Regions from separate parts of the Mus musculus genome. Here region 1 is linked to region 2. Evidence: chromatin contacts called from public Hi-C data. All regions are on one chromosome and are shown on one strand. The core of a region is the stretch at or near the end of the contact, and the rest is flanking DNA. Distances in the headings are between cores, read along the strand shown. Region 1 has its middle 100 kb from the start of Gm22284. Region 2 has its middle 120 kb from the start of Gm12159.

Evidence for each region. Hi-C and Micro-C count contacts between places; a contact is called where the count stands out from the background.
Region 1: a contact with region 2 is called in a Hi-C map of uterus, with 4 times the contacts expected there. The contact joins two enhancer-like sites. A contact is called at or near these places in 3 of 15 datasets of contacts at CTCF or cohesin (the NIH/3T3 cell line, pro-B cells and stem cell-derived epiblast-like cells) and 5 of 484 Hi-C or Micro-C datasets (adipose-derived mesenchymal stem cells, embryonic fibroblasts, pre-B cells and 1 more).

What each region holds. Positions count from the first base shown.
Region 1 is chr11:45,533,235-45,538,171 of GRCm38.p6, forward strand. No RefSeq gene overlaps it. Among named protein-coding and RNA genes, the nearest start is that of Gm22284, 100 kb to the right of the region's middle. Within about 2 kb of position 2,492, at least 16 of the 459 cell types and tissues checked have an H3K27ac peak or open chromatin away from gene starts, as enhancers often do. A contact at or near this core is called in uterus, where this site is marked.
Region 2 is chr11:45,233,961-45,238,862 of GRCm38.p6, forward strand. No RefSeq gene overlaps it. Among named protein-coding and RNA genes, the nearest start is that of Gm12159, 120 kb to the left of the region's middle. Within about 2 kb of position 1,896, at least 11 of the 459 cell types and tissues checked have an H3K27ac peak or open chromatin away from gene starts, as enhancers often do. A contact at or near this core is called in uterus, where this site is marked.

The DNA of each region.
Region 1 (4,937 bases), core at 1,242-3,741, 300 kb after region 2:
TACGAAGATTTATGATCAGAATTACTAATGGCAAGTTCGGTGGCAGACAGGAGCAGTTGGATAAAAGACCTTTAGAATCTAAAATCTAGGTATGTAGTAGGTGCCAAGAAAAATATAAGGTCCTATCCCTGAGCTGTACAGGTGACATCTGTACAAAGAACAAAGAGTAAAGTCCTTGATACGTGTCAACTATTTCAGAGCACTCCCAAAGTACAAGGAACAGCTCAGATCACCATGCCAATAAAGTGACATGGGCCGTCTCTGAGTCCCTTTCTTAAGTAGTCATTGGCCCACATCCTTCTGAAGAAAAGCTTCAGGAACAGGTGTGCAAGAAGCAAACAGATTGGAAAGTTTGAGCTCAACTGTCAGTGGAACAATATTAGAGGTTTAAAAAAAAAAATTTGCACGGGGCTCTCCCCTGCAGGAAAGCAGGGAGTGGTCTCCTATGTCAGGAGGAACGTTAAAGCAGCCATCACATATGGCTGTGTATTTAGCTGGGTTGTTATCCCTGTTTTACTGATGACACAAGCCAAGATTCAGAGAGATAAGGAGAGCTGGCCAAGGGCAGGAGAGATGGTTTAGCAGTTTAGAGCACTGGGTGATCTTCCAGATGACCTGGGTTTGACTCCCAGCACCCACGGAGCAGCTCACTACCGCCCTCTTCTGGCTCCTCAAGCATCATGTACACAAGTGGTACAGAAAAATATACATGGAGGCAAAACCAGCAGACGCATAAAAAAAAAATTGTTCACATTTTTAAAAACCATGTTTGAAAAGAAATAATTGCCCAAGACCACAGAGCCAATCAGCATCAGAAGTAGGAGTTCAACCGATGTTGGTTTTCTCCTAAATGCCAGCACATTGTACCACAAGGCAGAACTCATAGCACATGTCAGTGAAGTCACCTACCTCATTATCATCCCATTTCATGGATGAAGAAACTGAGTCCATTCAAGATAAACCAGTCCATCCAAGAGCTCATTGTCAATTTGTGACAGGCTCTTCAGTATGGGGTAAAGCATTCTCATCCTTTATATCTATTCAGAATTCTAGACAGAGGATGGAAGGGGACTTCCAAAAGCTCTAGTGTCTGGGAACCACAAAGCTCTGATACCTAAAGGGGCAAAGCTAGATTCCTGAGTCGAGAGAGAGCTTTATTGAGCTGTGGCTGTAGTATAGAGAAACCCTTCCCTTTAGTAGAGAAAGCCACCAGCCCACCTACAACCTGGCAGGGGAGGAGGGGACCACGCACTCTCCTCAAGCTCACTCGCGCACAGTGCCTCCCATCCTCTGAATGCACCAAGAGGCAGGAAGGAAGGGGTTCCCATACTGACATTTCCAAGGTCCCAGAACACGACAGAAGGAGGAGAAAGGGATACAGAGGCAGGAGGCACACCACTCTGATATTCAGGGATGCTCTCTGCATCTCCCACCATGAGAAATCTAAGCTCTTAACAAACACTTCATGAAAGCTAATGCTGGACCAGGAAAACTTAACACTGAGAAACTCAGAGCTTCTTCCAGCAGAGAAAAGGATCTCTTCATCCCCATAGCAGACAGGCCTCCTGTCCTAATGTGGTCAGCCCTCCCCTGTATAGTGAGAAGAAGCCCTGTTCTAGCCACCTGGAGAACCACAGCTTCTCTTGAGACTTTTTGGCTCCAGAAGACAAGTCAGTGCTGGTCTTTTCAGGAATGGAGGCTGGTGTTTCCTAGTTCTTAGTAGTAAATGCCACGTTCTAAATAAAGACAATCCCAGATGAAAATGATTTAAACATCCCAGTAAGATACATCCCTCTTCTGTATACCCTTGATGTATACACATACACACATGTGCATGTGCACACACATACACATTTACACACATACACTTAGATACATGTATGCATATGCATATCTACATAGACACATTCATACTTGCATGCACACACACACACACACACACACACACACACACACACACACACACACTTACCATATATGCACACATGCTCATCCATTCTCACTTAGGAATGAGGTTTCTGGAATGCAGAAAACCTGCTTTCCAGGTTTGCCTAAAGTTTCACCCTCAACTTCCACAGATCGCCCAAACCCCCAGCTGATTTGCTCATATTTCCTCGTTTAAATCAACAGTCTGATTTTATCAACAATGCTCTGCGGAGGTTTATTTCTTCAAACAGACTGTGCTCCTCGTTGCTATAAAGTTAATTTTCTGTTCTTTGTTCACTTCCCTAATCTTCAAATTATATCCTCCTGTTCCCTGATTGCTTACTATTGGAAAAACAGCCCTTTTTTTGCTTCCAGTTTGAATATTTCAAGCCTTATCTTGATGACCCTAATCGCTCTCTCCCCTCGATGGCCTCTCAGGGAGGCAGTAAGTAACTAGCAAGGGTGTGGAACATCACAGGAACAGACAGGGCTCTGGGGCCAGGGCCAGGCTTCTGTGAGGACCACATTCTGCTTTCCCCCTTTCCTGTTTCTTGGAGTGTGGGAAGAGGCTGGCTTTGCTGCAGAGAGGATTAGAAATTCTGGGATCTGCTCCATGCTCTCAGAGAGTCTTAGTGGGAAGACAGAACTGAAGCTTGCAGAATCATGGACAAACGCTTCCGAGGTGGAACGACCTCTGCCTACGCTGCAGAAGAGATTTGATTTGATGATGCTGTTGAGAAACGGCCTAAGGAGGCCAGGCGGAGGAAACTTGACACTTGAGACTCAAAAACTCTGGGAATAGGGAAGGAGCAAAATGGAATCAGTCTTCAAACTTTTGAGATTCTTAAAGAAGAGAGGAGGAGACCCAGCTGTAACAAATGCTCAAGAGAAGTCAATCTGTTTGTGACCACATGGGGGGAAAGGAACTGAAGAAAAAAATAAAGAAATTGGTTTTGTGTGTGAGTTATTTATTTTGGTTTGGGTTGGGATGGGTTGGGAGAGAGGGAAGCTTTGATGTTGTTATTGTTGTTGTTGTTGTTGTTGTTGTTGTTGTTGTTGTTGTTTTAATTCTTTTTTTAAAAAATCCTAACCAAGATTATAGTGAGAGAAGTTTGGTCCCAAGATCAGACACCTAAGTTCTAATAACTTCAAGACTGATACACTACTAATGATGGCAAGACCAATAGATGTTCCCCGCACAAACAAACCATTGTTTCCTGATAGAATTTTCCATGTTTAATAATAATAAAGGCTGTGATTGTGTTTGCCAGACACTGTTCAAATACGTCCCCTGCACCTCTGCATTTAACCTTTAAAGTATTATTGTCCCAGTTTCACAGATGAGAAAGCTGAGACCCAGAGCCTGGTCATTTGGTGAGGGTCACAGGTAGCTAGGATTCCAGTGAGATCTATTTGTGCCCTAAGCTCACATTCAAACAGTTATTTCTGAAATGAATGTGTGGCTCACAACTGACGCATCATTCAGCATCCCGGCCTTGCCCTAGGTTTAATCATCACTGCGACTTCCTGTGAGGTGCTGTATTCCATCTACTCAGAATCTCCCTCCCGGCCTTATCTCTAGAACACAGTTTTCCAAGGTCCTTAGGCCATGCCAGGGCATGGCAACTCTTTGTTTAAAGTGTGTGTGTGTGTGGAGGGGGATCATAAACATTTTAGATGCCGCAGATTATATGTCTCTGTTCCGTATTTTTATTTGGTTTTGGCTTTTTCAATACTTTTAAAGATATACAATGTGTTGGCTTTGTTTCCTGCCCCTGGCCTCAAACCCTCAGAGTCAAGTTTGAAATGCCCGTCTCTCCCTATCTAGCCATCCAATCACCAAGCACTCAGATGCCTTTCATAATACCCTTGATATTTTTCATAGTGATTCGACTCCCCCGTCCTTGCCTCTTTTCTCATAGCCCCCCCCCACACACACACACACATACACACACACACACACACACACTTCCCAAACAGCCCACAGGCCACCATGTAATTCATTATCCTCACAGAACACTTTGTACAAAGCATTCCCTTGCTCAAACATCTTCACATCTAAGCCCCTTCCTCTGCACTCATGGGCAGATCCCCCAGAACACACACACTGTTGTCTGGTCCTCATTATCATACGTAGCAGGCCAGCCAACACTGAGTGGGCATGAATAGGAACCGTCGCCCTGTTAAGCGCATACATCAGCTCACTGAGCCTCTCAGCATCACCACAGATAGCTGTGATGATCAACGAGGGGTGCAGGTGAGGTGCTATTCATGTGTATGTGGGGAAGGGGGTACATGTCGGGAACAGAGAACATGTAGGCCAGAAGTCAACCTCAGGGGATGTTTCTCAGGAGCCATCCACCTTGGGTTTGGGGATAAGATCTCTTGGCTTGGTACAGAGAGCAAGGTGGGCTGGCTAACCAGTGATTCCCAAGAATCTGCCAGTCTCTACCTCCCTGTGCTGAGCTAAGTGTGCACTAAGTATCTTCAACACCAGTTGTTTTTTTGTTTGTTTTTTTGTTTTTTGTTTTTTTTTAAGAGCGGTCTGGGAATTGAACGTTGTAGCCTTGCGCTTAGGTACCAAGCATTTGACTGACTGAGCTGTCTCTCAACCCCACAAAATGCAAAGTTTATAGATCACTTACCAAAGGCTCAAAGCAGCAAACAGACATGTGCTAGTTTACATGGTAGCGTGATAAAAAAAAATAATAATAAAATAAAATAAAAAACAAAGAAACCTCAGAACCGAACTGTGGCCACCAGACTCCAAGGACCTGTCCTTTCACCTCCACCCTAGGATGCCTTTGACCATGTCTCTCCTCTTACTCTACCCGACATCTGTCTCGAAGCAGCTTCAAACGGACCGCATCCTGATGCAATTCTTAGCCTGCAAGAGGAACGGATGCGTCTGGACTCAAAGCACCATGAACTGAACAGGGATAGCCCTCTGTCAGACAGCAGGCCCAGCAGGTAGCTAGCCTCCATCCCCGGCTGGCCGCCAACAAGAAGGC
Region 2 (4,902 bases), core at 646-3,145:
TTCACTGGCTGCTCTTTTTATACAATAAAGTGTAGGTTCCAGGCTCAGAACACCAAAGACCAAGAGTGACTGTCACGTCTGTGATCCCGTTGTTTTATCTGTAGTGGTTCCTCTCAACTTCTGGCATCCACTACTGACTTTCCGTTTGGGGTAAAGATTGAAAGTGCCCATTTTAAGTAAATCTTTCTGAGGACAAAACCAGAGTCTATTGTGGGGGAGAAAAGTATGTACCAACTAGGATACAGGTATTGGGTGGATTGTGGCAAAGGGCGCAGACTGGAATAACTGGTGTTTGGCAAGTAGTGATAAAAGAACTGCACTGTCCCTTCGTCTGCTCGCCACGAGCAGCCCCATTCCTAACAGTGCTTCCTTCATTCACAGAGGAAGTATATTGTACTTTATATTAAGTACAAATATTTTCCTGAGAGCTTAATGAACTGAACTGACTTGGGAGAGGCAGCTGATCCTCTAATATGTGATACACTTGGGGACCATTTCTAGGTCTCCTTACACCATGCACTCTCGGTGTAAATGCTGCCTGTACCCGCTTCCTTGTCTTCTCCAACCTCCCTGTACACCAGCCAGATCGCCTTTCTCCAGTTCCTCGAATATGCTTCTTTGTCTCTGCTTCTGAGCCTTCTCCCATGCTGAGAATTTTCTACAACCCCAGACTCTCTTTCCATCTCTTTTTTAGTATTTGAGAATTCATGTGCACATCTAAAGCCCTGTGACCTAAACTACCCCTTGCCTCTCAATTGTCTCTCAATTCCTCTCCTTTCCTCACTAGTACCTTTTCCTCCCAACTTCATGAATTCTCTCTCTCTCTCTCTCTCTCTCACACACACACACACACACACACACACAGAGAGAGAGAGAGAGAGAGTCTGCTTAATGCTACCTGTATGGCTATGGGTATATGACCATATACTGGAACATGGGTAGCCTTTTGGACCATGAGCCATATCTTTGAAGAAAATGGACTCTTCCTCCCCTAACAGTTCTTCAAGACAGGTGTACTTAAAAAACCACTTCAGTATTGATATGCCTACTGTCTGCTTCCCCTACTGAGCTATAATCTCATGAACTCAGGGAATTTGCGTCATGGTTAATTCTCAAGAAGTACGTTTGTAAAGGACAGAATCCGGACCCACAACAGGGACCTAAAGACATTTAGGTGGCTGGGGGAATAAACAGATTCATTGTCACACCTAGAGGTTAATTGGGGAGCTCTGATCACCAGCCATAAATAGTGACCAAGACAATTTGGGTGTCAAATGAAGCGGGGAGCCTAAGTAAGCAAACCTGGCCACCCAAATTTATTGCCTGCAAAAACAAGATTCCAAGAATGTTGGTTGAAGTCAGCTATTCTGTGGGCTTGAGCTCCTAACATTGTGAATTTCCGTAGCTGCAACTCTGTGCAGAAGATGCTGAGGCATGAGCCTCAAACTAGAAAACATTTCGAAGTAATGTTGTTCAATAACTTAATCCTTGTTAGGCTGTTGGGAAGAATATTTTCTCATATATACTATTATAAAACATTATGCCTCAGTCTCAAGTTCTGGGATATCCAATTACAATAGCTTTTTTCCACATTTATATTCTCTCCATTGTATTTAATTGCTTTTAACATTTTGAACAGATTTATTGTATATGACAGTGAGCAACTTGAGCCTGTGTATGAGCCAGCTCTGCTATTTCCTGCTCCCCACCCACCATCTCGCTAATATCATCCTGACTGCTTTCTAACTTTCTCATTAGTCTAGCTCCTGTCCTCTGCTTGGAGTGAAAACTGTCACAAACTCACTATATTATAAATACTCATAGCAGTCAATCCCACATACCAGCTCTGAGGTGCATGGTCTTCAGCAGGCATCAATGTGCTTGTTATTCTGTACACATCTGGATCATATTAAAGGGACAACTTGATCTCTAGTCCATGGAGACACCACCAACAGATTAACCATGTGAATATTCAGTCTAAAGTTAAAAATCTATGTCTCTCTGTGTGGGTAGGATAGACAGTTCTAGTTCAGCTTGGACATGTGAGTGGGTGGGTGTATGTGTGTTTCCTGTTCAATTTGGTCACACAATGGACGGCGTTTCAATGTTTAGCTGAAGCCATGCCAGATAAAGAAACTTGATAAATTAGTGAGGCTTTCTGAGTCATCTTCCACTCTCCATTCCCACATTAAACACCCTGTCCAAGGCTGCAACACAGATGGGATGCAAAAGGCATGTTCATATCTGAGAGCCAGTACAAACAGAGTGGCAAAGATCTGAGATGGAAGCACACAGGTGGTCAAGAGTCCAGCTATGGTAAGCGTTGACATGGCCTACGTGTCTCCAGAGTATTGGACTTTCTTTCCTTCCTACAGGTGTCGACTGGCCACTTGCTTGGGAACCCTGTCCAGAATTTGAATCATCATCACTCATGACTGACACCAGTCACTGGCCACTTTGTACGTGCCTGATGCTTTCTAGACATCACTTTGTTAATTCTTCAATCACCACACAAATTAGTTGCTTTTTTTTTCTCACAAATTTAGAAACAGACTCAAAGAGTGGAATTAACTAATGACTTTAAAAACTAAAACTACAGGCTAAGGATATAACTCAGTTGCTAGTGTATTTGTCCAGCATGAATGGAGCTCTGGCTTGAATCCTCAGTGCTAAGTAATCCCACTGGGAGTGGTGTTACATGCCTGTAATCCCCACATTCATAATGTACAGGAGGGGCATGAAAATGTCAAGGTCATTCCTATGCTACATAATAAACTTCAGACCAGCCTAGGCTACAAAACCCTGAAACTGAAATACAAAAACAAAAATAAATAAATAAATACCAAAAACATCAAAGCCTTTAACCACTATGTACTCTAAGCGACTTTTAACTATATTCTACCCTCATTGCACAAAACTGAATTTGTTCAGTGACTCTGAGGGTGGCCAGCCATTCTGCTATGAGGTACCGAGTGATTTTCTTAGACACTCTTCAGTGTGCACAGACATCTTAAGAAAGCACTTCAATGCAGATACTTCCTCATGTATAGAACAGTGAGTCAATCAATGGAGTCACCAAACGCTGAATGGGAAGTTTGTGTGAGAAGGCGAAGCATCTGGAGTCTCCTCCTTCCAAGGGAGGGGAGATAACAAGGAGAGTCCCCTCGGCAGCTTTCTGCTGAAGGCCAACTGGCAATCCTCGAAGTAAGCCAGAGTTTCATCTTGCTTGCAGCCACAGATATTGATTCTAACACTAATGCAGCTAAGAACTGGACCTTGAACAGTTTATGAAAGTTCCTCTGTGTGCTTGGGAAGCTGTGGCCTTGGCCTTCAAGCTAGTGCTTGGATGTTCTCTGTGGCTGCATTTCCAATCCCTGCTCTCCTATCTGGTTGCCATGGTGCCCCTGGACATTCTTCCTCTTCTTCTGCACGGAGCATCCTCCTCTTGTTACAGAGAAGTACATGTTCAGATGAAATTACTGGAGCATCCCATCATATTTATTAAGGCAGAGGAAGAAAATCAGAAAGGATTACAGTTTGTCTCAGCTGTCTGAAGAACTCACCTCCTACAACTAGAAAGATGCTAGATCCATGCTGTTATGCACTCTCTCTTTCTCTTCACTTAAAACTTAAATACACATAGGAATACCTTTCAGGGTATGACTTCAGGGAGAAAGAAAAAAAAATGACACATAGACAAAAGGTCAGAACATTCCAGAACATCAAGATTTCCTCATAGATGCATTCGGGCGGTTGTATTTCAAGGCACCAACCACATGTGTTTCATTCTCACAGTAAAAAAGAAAAAGAAAAAAAAATGAAGACGACCAAGGATCCCTGGGGAAGGCTTTCTCAGAGATGAATTCACACCGAACAGAAGTGGGACTGGGGGAGGAGGAAGAGGGGCCTGAGCTGCAGTGACAAGGGCTAATTGTTGTGACTAATTCAGCTTTTGGAAGGTACAACTTCATGGAGTGTGCTAGCTGCAGAGCACACTTCCCATTTTAATTAGCGGCACCATAGGGAGAAGATGGGCTTATAATTGAGTAGTTTGCCGATCGGTCAACTTCAGCCTGGAATCAGACTGCTGAGAAGTGGACACTTACTGAGAGCTTTGACTAGCAGGACGTCCTCTCCATTATCATGGCTGGGGTCAAATCAGGTTGTTGTCTCTTCTCTACATTTTTTTTTATTTGAGGACGAGGATGCCAAACAAAAAGTTGTCTAGACTCTGTCCTTCCCTGGCCTTCTGTTTACCTACCTTCTGTCCTGATATGCAAAGGATTGAACAGTTGGTATTTCCACCACTCCCCTTTCCTTCCTTAATTGGAGCACAGAGTTATAGTCTCTCTTCTTCCTGCCCCAACCATAGCCATCTCCTATCTGATCCCTTTCTTCCTCCATATTCATCTTCATGTTCGAGAGACCCTCTTTCCCTTATTCCATGGAGTCTCTGATGGACACTAAGTGCTATAATCTCCCTCCTCTTACACACCCTGGGCCTTGCCAAGAAAGAACGAGGTTCATGACCCAGTGTAAGCCATTTGGATTCATTTTTTTCCTGAGTCTCTGAGCCTTGAGAAAAATGTCCAAACAAAAATAGTTGAAGCCAAATATTCTAGAATCAAACTGTTGAATTTATTTGTCTCTGCTATTTAAGTCCTTTGCTCTTTGAGATCCTATAAATTCCATCCTGGCTCTCAAGACTCTCCAGATCTGTGGTGGAGGCTTCCATTTTCCAGGACCATGTTCCTCTCTGCTCATTGAAGCAGCATGGATATTGCCTAGGATGATGTGATAATTAAGATGTTATCTCAGGGAAAGCACCTCAGTGTACAGCATTCCCCATTTTCCTTTTCTAGAAGTTTCTAGTAGCAGATTTCCTTCTCCCAGGAGAAAAAA